Linked DNA regions of Mus musculus: region 2 is linked to region 1. Evidence: chromatin contacts called from public HiChIP or PLAC-seq data. All regions are on one chromosome and are shown on one strand. The core of a region is the stretch at or near the end of the contact, and the rest is flanking DNA. Distances in the headings are between cores, read along the strand shown.

Region 1 (5,807 bases), core at 1,680-4,179:
GGTGGAGTTGGGGCTGTGTGAACCACACTCCAGAGATCATACTGAGTGCGGCCACGCTGCTGCTCACGTTTGGAGTTTTCCACTGTGAATACAATACACATTTGGAACAAGGCACAGAACAAAACCACTCAGCTCAATGACTCATGGCACAAGAACCACATTAACCGCCACCCCAGTTAATGAAGGTGACTTTGCTACTCCCCAGAGCCCTTTATGTACCTCCCAGCCAACACCCACCTGAACCCACAAGAGCAACCAGTTTCACTCACCCTGAGGTAATCACTACCTCTCCTTTTTTACTGACTTAACACCAAGCACGAGGCAGTGAATAACGTAGCTTAATTCCACTGCTCTTTGAGCTTCTATTATGTCCACAGGGGGAAAGAAAGCATGCATACAGGGTGTTAAGAAATCCACCGATGCTGCTGTGGCTGTAGGGAATTCATTATCATCGACGCAGACTGTTGGACTGCACGCCTGGTCCAAGTCTACCTCTGGTAGACGGGTGAAGGGCTTCTACCCGGGGCCTCTGATGAACAATGCTGCTGCAGACAAGCCTCTGTGAGAGCTACGGTCCACACATGGACAGATTTGCACTGTGTGCATCTAGAGCAAAGTTGGTGGGCTGTAGGGTATGCACAGCTTCAAAAGATCGGCAGGGTTTCTAGGAAGAGTGCTTATATAAAGCTGTCATTCCCGGCAGTCACTTTCCTCTCTCAGGAGCACGTAGTAGGTACTGCCACTTAACCATTAGCCACTGATAGAGTCTGTGCTCATCTCTGATTTTAATTTCATGACTCAAGTTGAGTCTTAGCACTTGTTTTGTATTTATATTTGGCTATTCCCTTTAGCACAATGCTCAATTCTTTAGTTGGGTTGTTTGGTTTTCTTTCTTTTTATTGGCTTATAAATGCCAGGCACACACAAACACCTCACCCTCTCTCTGGCGCTAACCATCTCCCCCAGGTAGCCCAGGCTGACCTCAAATGTCTAATCCCCCTGCTTCAGTCAGCCTCCCAACAGCTGGGATTATGGGAACGGGCCACCACACCTGGCTCCTTGTCACGTCTTTAAACAACTTCTAACTTGAATGTAGGCCAATCTTTTAAACAACTGTCTCTGCCAACCACCAGCATGGTATAATGGAGGGGCTCAGAGGCCCCACCCTCTCTGGGGAGCTACTGACAGCTAACGGCTGCTGAATGACAGACTGGAAGTCATTTTCTTCATGACACAAGCACTGGTAAGTTACCCACACTTCAGTAAATAACCTCACACCCACGTGACTGCAAATATCCCTAATTAAGTTCAGTGGGTTGTTAAAACAAACAAGATATAAAAATGGGGGGGGGTCTTGTTAGGGAGAAGCTTTAGAAAGAGTGGGAGGGGAGGGGAGGGGATCAGAGAGGAGGAGAAGGAAGGGGAGAGGGAGAAAGAGAGAGGAGGAGGAAAGAGGAAGAGGAGGAGGAGCGGTGGGGGGAAGAGAGGAAGAAGGGGAAAGGGGGAGGCACTGCTGAGACATAAGCCTGTCTCTGGCCAAGCAGCTGTAGAATTACTGAGACTGCTTTATCAGCCCTGGCACCAGACTTCCTAGAGGCCGACGATTTCAATAAGTAGCGTTGAAGCTCCACAGACAACTGAGATATTCTGCACCATCGTTTCTCAAAATACAGGGCTATGACCGCCCCCCTGCACCCCCAAAACACACCAGGGATTATAGAAACTGGAGCCACGCTGCAGGTCGCCCTCATCCAGGGACTTCACGGCCCCTGAGAACTGACAGATCATCAGCAATGCCCGTTTCGATGACACCAAGAGTTACTTGTCTTATCTGCACACAGAAAACTTCACCTAAGTCCTCTGATAACTCTGGCTGGCCAGCAGTTGAGGAGACTGAGGCTCAGGGAGGTTGGGGGGCTCGACTGTGGCCATAGCTAGGAAGGGATAAAAGCTGGGCTTTCAGTCTAGTTAATCCAGGCAGTCAACTGCCCACTTCATCTTATAGAAACCTGTTATACATTAGCTGTACCAACTAAAGAGGCCTGCCATGGCACTGCTGCTCATGCAATACCAGGCTTTGATACCCTCCTCTCCAGTCCCTGCCCACAGCCTCCCCCCTCCTGATTGTTTCCCCATCCTTAGTCTCTTCTTCCTTCCGGCCATCCATCCGTACCACCTTTTCCCTTTATCTTTCTAACTTGGCTCCTTTCTTCCTTTACCTAACAAATAAAATAAAATAAAATAAAATAAAATAGTCCATCATTCTCCACTGCCCCTTTCCTTAGCCTCACCCTCAGCCCAGAAACAAGGGAAAGCTCGCTACAGATGGAAACCCAGAGAACAGCAGGGCTTTGCAAGCACTAGACCATGGGGAGCCCTAGGAGTCTACAGCTAGCATTGTGCCAGTGGTTATCATCAAATGGTTTCTTACTTGCCCTGTTTTTCTGTTACATATTTTCATTTCCAAAGCCCTGATGCCTCTTCTTGGCTGCTGATGTTATTATATGCCTGCTCTACAAGGCTATAGATGAAGACACAGGCCTGAGAGGTTATGAGTCTCTGAGTCTCCTGAAAGCACACATTGGCCTGTGAGCAGCACTAACTCTATACAGATACTGATAGCCACTTGAGCCCCCTGTCTGGAGAAAGTTAGCCATGCGTGGGTTAGCTCCTTCACTTTGCTATGATTTACCATCCCCTCCCCCTTTCTGGCAAGAACATCACAAAAGATTAAAAAATGGCTCAGAGTTACCATTCAGAAGACCATAATAATATCAGTTTTCCGCCTTGTAGCCCTTGGCAGGACTCCCTTTTCATAGATCACAATGTGGGCACAGGGCCAGGAGATGGCGAGGGTGACTCACGGGTCACTGCAGTTTATAAGTCAGAATAATAAAAGGGAAGGCAGATCTGACATCACTGGCAAGGGGAAATTTTTTGGTGTTGTGTTAAGCGAACTAATTACAGCCAGCTCTGCAGAACGTGGGAGGAGGACAGTGTGGCTGAACAAAGCCAAGCCCAAGGAAGGGGCAAAATAAAATAAAATAGAATAAAAATTGCCCATAGAAAGCCAAACTCTGATACTGCAAAAGGAGTCACATAATGCATTAGCGGCTGTTTGTCCGAAGGTCAAAGGAAAAACTAAAACAGTCTATGGGCACAGATGTTGTTAACCAGGGGGAGGAGAAAGTGTACCATGCCAAGTAGCAAGAGGTACACCCAGCCACACAGCCCAGGGTTTACACGGCCTCTGCTGCAAGCCACACATCTCCACTCCTGCTAACTGAAAGCACAGAGGAAACAATTCAAGAGCCAGCTCAGCTTTTGCGTTCTCCTGGTGAAGAGCAAACGAGCCACAATTATTATTAGGTCTTGGCTGTGAAAGGCGGAGCCCAAGGCTACCTGCAGCCCACGAGGATTATGCTCTTATTAGTATAGTCCTGGGTTTAGTGGCAGCGTCTGTCTAAGGAATACAGCTACTATATTTGAGCGCATACCTGAGTAAGCAGCATGTTGATTGAAGTCTATCTATTTATAAGCTCTCCTGCGTGCTGTGAGAAACCCAGCTGCATTGCCACAGCACGGGCCCCTCCACCCGAATGAAGGCTCTTGGCCATCTCACTTCAGGGCCTGCTGAATGAACAGGCAGACAGGAAGTGTGTGGCATCCACTTCGGAGATTTTATTCCTCACTCTTGGCCAGGAGAGTTCTTATCTAAACAGCAACTTAGGTTGACATGGATGTTATAAAAACAAAATGGAAACAAAAACCAAACCCTTTTCATTGGGCTCAAGTACAGCTTTGAGCTGGTAGAACTACAACTAGTGGTATAAACTGGATAAGGTCCTGCAGAGCCCGAGCTACCAAGACCTGAGGGTACGTCACAGTCCTCAAACTGAGTCTGGGAGGTAGTAGACCGCAGCATATGCTCATCAATTGTCCCACGTTTCTGAGTGGGTGGCACTAACAACACACCCAATAGGAACAAAAGTGACATGGAAAGTCTATCATTTTCTTCAGCGTTTGGGTCCCTCGCTATCATGATGAAGCTTCACATAACAGAGGGCCACGTGTTCCGCCCTTAAATGAGCCAGAGTAGTCTACAGGGCTCTGTAGTTCACTTCCACTTGTCTATACTCACTCAGGGTCCTAGTTAAATATGCTTCATCTCTGGGAAAAGGCTGACAAGGAATTTACTAATTAATAATCCTAACAAATCATAGGCTATTATCAACTAAGACCTCACAGAATTTCTTGGGGAACTCAGTGAAGAAAGGCAAACTGTCAATCCCAGCACTCGGGAGGCAGAGGCAGGCGGATTTCTGAGTTCGAGGCCAGCCTGGTCTACAGAGTGAGTTCCAGGACAGCCAGGGCTACACAGAGAAACCCTGTCTTGAAAAAACCAAAAAAAAAAAAAAAAAAAAAAAAAAAAAAAAAAAAAAAAAGAAAGAAAGAAAGGCACACTGTCAACGTGGTCCCACTGTTCACGAGAGAAGGCAAATCAACCAATTATTGGGAGAGCCTATCCAAGCAGCAGGGAAAACTCGGGTTTTGGGATCTGCCTATTTCTTCTCTTTCCAGAGCTGAGCTGACAGGGCTCAGAGAGAGACGTGACAGCTGGCCAGTAATATTGATTCAGCGACTGACTGCTGCTAGCTAAGTTTTGGAATGACATCTCTTCTCTTCTGGCAGCTTACAAAGCAAAAGAATGATTCTGAAAAAGAGACATTAGTACTAGAAAACCAATGTTGAAACTACAAAAATTAAGACAGGTGGAAATACAGTATTTAGCCAAAATAGATGACACATTGCACGGAGACTCCACAGCAGTGATCAGATGAGTGGTCCTCACCACAAAAGCTGACGCTAGGTGAGAGCACCCCACCACGCCTACGATTCCAGATCCACCACGCCACACCCACAATCCCACACCCACCATGTCACATCACTCCCTTTTTTGGTTTTGGTCTACACCTCCAAAGGAAAACATCAGCAGCTCTCTTTTGAGCAAACAGCCCATGACAAAAGAGAGGCTGTGACTCAGCATAGCTATGGAGAAGACAACAGAATGCAGGTGACTGCTTTGCAGTGTGGTTTGTGACTGCTACAACTGGAACTAAAAGGAGAATAAATTGATTCATTTGTTCACTTGATTTCAGAACTCATGTTCTTTTGGGCATTTCTTTTCTTCCCATCTCTCTTTTACCTGCTAGGTACTGACAAAGCGTTCACTTAAAGCCTTGCTCCACCCATTGCCACCCACCATCCACATTCACGTCCTATCTGCCCGATATTCACCCACCCACCCCACTCCCCAGTGGCTTCCCTAAACGACTAAGTCATAATTCCTGTTACCATCTCATGACACTGAACTTTTTCAGGAGTACTGTCTTTTAGAGCAGAAACTTTGGACATATTTATTCCCCTGGAAAGCTAGTATGATAATAGAAAAGAGAAGCAGATGGCTAAGGAATTAAGAATATTTAGAACTGGTAAGCATTCATAAGCAAAATTCACCTATGAAAGAATTTTTTTAAAGATCCTCTAAGTGTTAAGACTACTTTATGTTGATGGATCATGAAATGTTAAATTCCAAAGACAGCTAAAACCAGAAAGAAACTAGCGGTAGAAATTATTCCCAATTACAAATAAGAACATGGAAAATACAAGGGACAAGTGATTCACACTGTGCATGGGACCCAAATCTGAGCAACGCAGGCCAGAAACCAAACAATTCCTTTCTCTGACTTCTGTGGTGAGAGTAAGCTCAGCAGCTACCTTCAGGATACATGTCCACCGCCATTACT
Region 2 (5,739 bases), core at 1,094-3,593, 640 kb before region 1:
TTCTTTTCTTTTTTAAACAAGTCTGTAAAAACATAGGGGCTTTCCAGCTATTTGCATGTGCTCAAAATGATAAGTGTAACTGATGGGGCTAAAAATACCATGAAAAGAGTTTGTCTGTTTCATATATCATGAAACCGAGGCATTAGCCTTGAGAACTCCTCATTTTATGAACTGGGGTCTCAAGGTGAGATGCCGTCTCCAGATCCACCCTGAAAGGGGGAAGAGTCTAAATCTCTACAGAGTGATGCTGTGTTTCCCGCTCTTCACCTCACCCATGCTGTTCGAAGGAACAAAGGACACAGTGGAGAGAAGGACAAGGTCTTTTCCTCATAAATTGTATTCTCTAAATAAATAATGGAAAGAGTTGGAGAAAGTATTATTTAATTTTGCACTGGCACATAATAAATGACATGTTATTAATATGGCCATAGCAGAGAGCAGCTGTGCACCCAACGTCAACCGTCACTATTTATTTCCATCTTAAAAGGCCTTCAGAGTTCCATATGTTAAAAGCTTGTTCAGTGGCTCAGTACTATTGTGATGTAGTGGGGCATTAAGAGGTGAAGCCCAGTGAGAAGTCTTTAAATCATGAGAGCATGCCTCCAAGGGGACTGTGGAACCTCAGCTATGTCCTCTTCCCTTTCCACTCCCCAGCCAGGAGATGAGTGATCTTGTTTTGCCACGTGCTGCCCCACTGATATGCAGCCTTACCACAGGACCAATGCAACGAAGCCAACTGTTAACAGGCAGAGCCAAAAATAAGCCTTTTCGTTCAATAAATTGATTTATACTGGGTATTTGTTATAGTGACAAATGCTGAGTAATTTCTTACCCAAGGGAGAGAGTTCCCCAACCTTGTATCTAGGAGTTGGTCATTTTTAAACTTTGGGGACATTTATAAATCTTCCATCTTTTATTTTTGAGAAAGGAAGGGACAGAGGTGGTATGGCATTTTTCTGTTCCCCACCCCAACCCCCAGGATTTATTACAGGGCCTATGTGAGCATTTACCAGGGAGATGGATGGGGAAGGTGCCAGGAGAACTAGTGATCATGGAAAGTTCCAGCATTGGCAGACAGCCTGATGCACAGAATAGGTGTTTAATGATTGTTCATTAACTTGAGTTTTCTCACTTTCTATTTTTTTAACGTGCTAAAGCATATATGGGTCACTAAAGAACACAGCCACTTGACCTGAAGAAAAAGGAACTCCTCCCTTAAATGCTGTGCTCGTGGACACGCTCTTGTGCCTCAGACAGCTGCAGTCACGTGGTTCTTAATTCAAACGCGCATGTGCTTCATAGAGTGGACACGAGACTCTAGTGGACACATAAGCTTCCTCAGGGCTCATGGTGAGGACATTGCCTTCCACATGGCATCAGAAAAAAACGTAATGTGCCTTTGCGTGTAATGGACATCCTCCTTGATTGTGGGGAGACAAGGATGATCTTAGATATACGAAGAAACTGGCTTAGGTGTCGTGACTGCTCTGCAGGTCTGTGCTGTCCAGGGGAGTCGGTGGGCCATGGCCAATGCCATAAAACTGTTTTCTTATTTTCATGGCTGTGCCATCCTGTATTTCTAGAGTTGTAGAAATGCAGAGCTCATGAATGACCACAGAAGCATGAAGAAAAAGCTACAGTTAAGATGGACTAGCACAGGTTCAAGGCAGAGGTCAAGACTTCTCACTTACGATTTTTTGCTATCACTCTGAGCTATGCAGACTTAAATATGATGCTAAATAGCTTCTACATTGTCCCTCTGTGCTCTTAAAAAAAAAGAGGTGGGCATACTCTGGCATTATTTTTTTTTTTTCATTTGCTTTTCCTAACCAAAAAGAACTGCTTCTTAGCTTTTATTTTTTAAATTCAGGTTTCCGTTTATACCATTGAACTTTCATTAAAATTTTTTTTCAGAACTTTTCTAAACATCTTCTTGATAATGTAGCTTGGTGCATGTAGGTTTTGTGTTTGTTTGTTTGTTTGTTTGGGGACTGAGCCAGGGTCTTGGGCATGCTGGCAAGTATTCTACCATGGCGAGAGCTTCCCCTTGCTTGATGCACTTAAAACTGACTTAATTTCCCTGCTTTATCATTGTCTTCTAGGTGTTGGAGACATTGCCCAAATGTAGGCACCTGTGTTATAAAGTTATACTCATAACCATAACTGTTAAAAGCACAGTCTGGAGGCAGACAGTTGAAACTGCGGACCACACTGGCTCTTCTCTTCAGACATCATCTGTCTGTTTCGTGGTTTGTAGTCTGATTGTGGTTAGAAACCTGGGCACTGATTCACGGAAACATATTTACATGGCAAATGATTAATCAATGCAGGTGCTTGAGTTATTGTGAGGTGGTTCCCCACTGGAGAACATCTTTGTGTTCGTTGTTGAATCACACAAACCCAAGACATCTGTGGTTTGACCACTTCAACGTCACACTAAAAGTACAGTTGATATTACCATTCTACTTAGGGGTGTATCCTTTAGTTGCAGTTAGTGGGTGAAGTCTGGGAGCCAGGCTCCTATTCCAACGCAGCAGTCCTAAGTAATTTAGGCTGCCAGAGCTTAAGAAGAGTCATTGCTTTCATTTTCTATGGACATCAAAAGAGAACATCAGCTCATCAACGGCAGCCGAGTTTCAGATGCTGCGCTGTTATGAAGCCAAAGGGGGAAATTGTACCTTTGCTTGTTTAAGCAAGGATAAGAGAATTTGTTTATGTTCCTTCCTTCTCAAAAACCAAGTTACCATGGAAGATGTCATCTTTTATACACCTGTTGTGTCTAAACACTAGACCTGAAGACCACCCAAACAATCTGTTACAAGTGCCTAAATAAATAAATAAATAAATAAATAAATAGAGTGGCAGTTGACAAAAGGATGTCAGACTTTTTGTCTGACACTCACCACTCCTAAGCAGAGCATTCACTCTGACTCCTGAGTTCTTAATTGTGCCAGGTACTGTGGAAGGTGCTGGGCATGTGCTAACTAAAGCACATGAACAGAAAAAGATAGTTAGTCTAACGCAGAGCAAAGCCTCCTGCAGTTGAGGCGAATGTAAAACCCAGGATAAAGCACAATAGAGTCATTCCTGCTTTGGAAGAGAACAAAGAATGCCCTGGAAAGACTCTTTAAAAAGCAGCACATGGTGGCCCATGGCTAGAACCCTAGCACTTGGGAGATTGAGGTCAAGGGGCCACAAGTTCAAGACTAGCCTGAGCTAAACAAGACCCAGTCTAAAACAAACAACAACAACAACAAAAAAATGAAAACAAGAGAAAAGTAAACAAAAACAAAAAAAGCAAGAAGTCAGCAAGACGACTCAGCAGAAAAAGGAACTCCTTCCACAAACACACCAACCTGTTTTAGCCTTGAATCTATATACAGGTAGGAAGAGAAAACAAACTCATGACGTTGTCCTTTGACCTGCACATGATTGCTGTGTTATGCTCAAGTCTCTCTCTCCCTGCTCCTCCTTCTTCTTTTTCTCCCTCCCCCTCCTTCTCTCTCTCTTCCTCTTCTTCCCCCTACCATGCACACACATAAATATAATACGAAATAAAAAGTTTAAATTAAGAATAAAGACAGAGCTGGGCATGGTGGCGCATGCCTTTAATCCCAGCACTCGGGAAGCAGAGGCAGGCGGATTTCTGAGTTCGAGGCTAGCCTGGTCTACAGAGTGAGTTCCAGGACAGCCAGGGCTACACAGAGAAACCCTATCTCGAAAAACCAATAAATAAATAAATAAATAAATAAATAAATAAATAAATAAATAAATAAAATAAAGACAGAGTCTTTGAATTATCAATCAAAATAGAAGCAGAGGACTTGAGGACATAAGGAAAGAGCTGATTAGTTGGCCAAGTATGCTGAAGGAGAGTAATGGGCTAAAGTGGCTCTTAGGGAAGAGGTTCATGTAGGCAGAGACTAGGCTTCTCCCAAAGAAGGAAAATGTATTTGCCAAGAGGCTACAGTCTCAAATCATGCTCCTTGTGGGTGTAAGTTTCTGTTTTCCTCATCCTTTGAGAGCCTCATCCTAGTCCTAGGCTCCTTAGGCCTAGGCTCCATGGACTGACCTCAAATTATTCTCCCTCTAAAGTGAATTGTTACAACATATCTTTCGATGACACTGGAAATTAAGATACAAAGTGCAAATAGCATACTATTGACCCCTGGGACTCACAGTGAGTAGGTTGATCAAATCCATGTTAGGTTCCAAGTGGTGAGAGGCATTCTGCAGGGAGACCAGTTCACTCAGGGTAACAGAAAGCTGGTGCATTTTCACAACGTTCACTTTGTTCTCCTCCATCCAGTCTGGGAAAATGACATGGACTGCTATCAAGTCTTTCAAGTGCACGCCAAGGATGGGGATTTTGAAGCCATCACAGTCAGCAAAGGCTTTGCGGTAATTGCAGTAATTGCCATTGGAGGAGACCAACTCTGTCATTTCATTCCAGTTCTGGGAAGAGATGGAAAAGTAGAATTTTCAAGCAGCAACTTTCTCCCCTGTCCACTCCCAGATTCTGGAATATGTGGTTTGGAATTCCTCAGCTATGGGGTGGAGTATTAGCTGTACCAATGTTGATGCAGGAAACTATCAACCAAGAGGAAAAAAAATCAGAAAACTGCACTGGGCCTGGCTCTCACTGGGACAGCCTGCTCCACTTTGCAACAACACAGAACTATCTTACATTTCTGCGCACCTATGAGCTGCTAAATGGCAGCACATATGCCTAGGATTCTGAGAGTCATGAGAAATTACAGTTCACAAAGGCAAGCATGTAGCCTTTTACAGTACCATCATGGTTCCAAGAAAGTTACATTGCAAGTGTTACTTGAAGGTTAATCTGGGACAGTGCAAGGTAGAGAAAGCTGAACTGAGCTGGACATTTGGAATTCCCACTAACTAAAAGGGTGAGTGTGAGTGTGTGTGTGTGTGTGTGTGTGTGTGTGTGTGTGTGTGTGTGTGTGTCTTTATGTATATGAGTGCTCTGTCTGCAAGTGAGTGTGTGCAGCACATGCCTGCCTGGTTTAGTGCCTGGGGATATTAGAGGAGGCTGTTAGATCCTTGGTACTTGAGCCACAGACAGTTGAGAGCCACCATTCAGTTACTAGGAATCAAATCTACATCCTCTGGCAGATCAACAGCTGAGCCATTTTTCCATCCCTCAAATACATAATTTACAGAGATATAGTATAACCCCTAAGCTCTTTTTTTTTTCTGTACAGCTTAAGTTTTCTTTTTGCCTTTTATTTGAAATGTAGTATAAAACTTAAGAAAAAAATAAAACCCATAGTGAGTCCCATTATACTTGAGGTGAGGGTAGAGCCTGAGGCCAAATAATGGTACTTATCTGGCTTATTCGCTTGTGTTTATGCAGATATTCTTGGCTGGTTAGTGAACAACAGCTAGACTTTCTAATAAATTGTCCCCATCACCTTCCCTTTCCAATAGCATCTCATATGACTCATGAGCTGTTTCTACCTCCAGCACCTAGGATGGACTCTGCAGTAAGCTTAAGTGAATTCCACATGTTTTGTTTATAAACAGCTTAGGAATAGAGAGGGTGAAGCCAATCAGTATACTATGTTTCTCAGATAGCTGCTATTGGTCTAGGATGGCTGTCATATGACTTGAGATGGCCAAAAAACGTATAGGAAGAGGGTCTCTAATTAATGAGGGCAGAGAGAAGTCGTTCAAGGAGAGTAGTTTTTGTCCTGTTGTGCCCCAAAGCCAAATCAG

Evidence for each region. HiChIP or PLAC-seq counts read pairs in DNA pulled down with a chosen protein or histone mark.
Region 2: a FOXA1 HiChIP or PLAC-seq map of pancreatic cancer cells shows a contact between it and region 1. The contact joins two enhancer-like sites. A contact is called at or near these places in 1 of 484 Hi-C or Micro-C datasets (bone marrow-derived macrophages) and 1 of 115 datasets of contacts at active chromatin or transcription factors (pancreatic cancer cells).

The regions. Positions count from the first base shown.
Region 1 is chr17:74,864,128-74,869,934 of GRCm38.p6, reverse strand. No RefSeq gene overlaps it. Among named protein-coding and RNA genes, the nearest start is that of Gm31759, 83 kb to the left of the region's middle. Within about 2 kb of position 2,929, at least 75 of the 459 cell types and tissues checked have an H3K27ac peak or open chromatin away from gene starts, as enhancers often do. A contact at or near this core is called in pancreatic cancer cells, where this site is marked.
Region 2 is chr17:75,501,830-75,507,568 of GRCm38.p6, reverse strand. Rasgrp3 (RAS, guanyl releasing protein 3) reads right to left here. Exons shown (of 17, transcript NM_001166493.1): 9 at 4,180-4,455. Among named protein-coding and RNA genes, the nearest start is that of Fam98a, 47 kb to the left of the region's middle. Within about 2 kb of position 2,343, at least 22 of the 459 cell types and tissues checked have an H3K27ac peak or open chromatin away from gene starts, as enhancers often do. A contact at or near this core is called in pancreatic cancer cells, where this site is marked.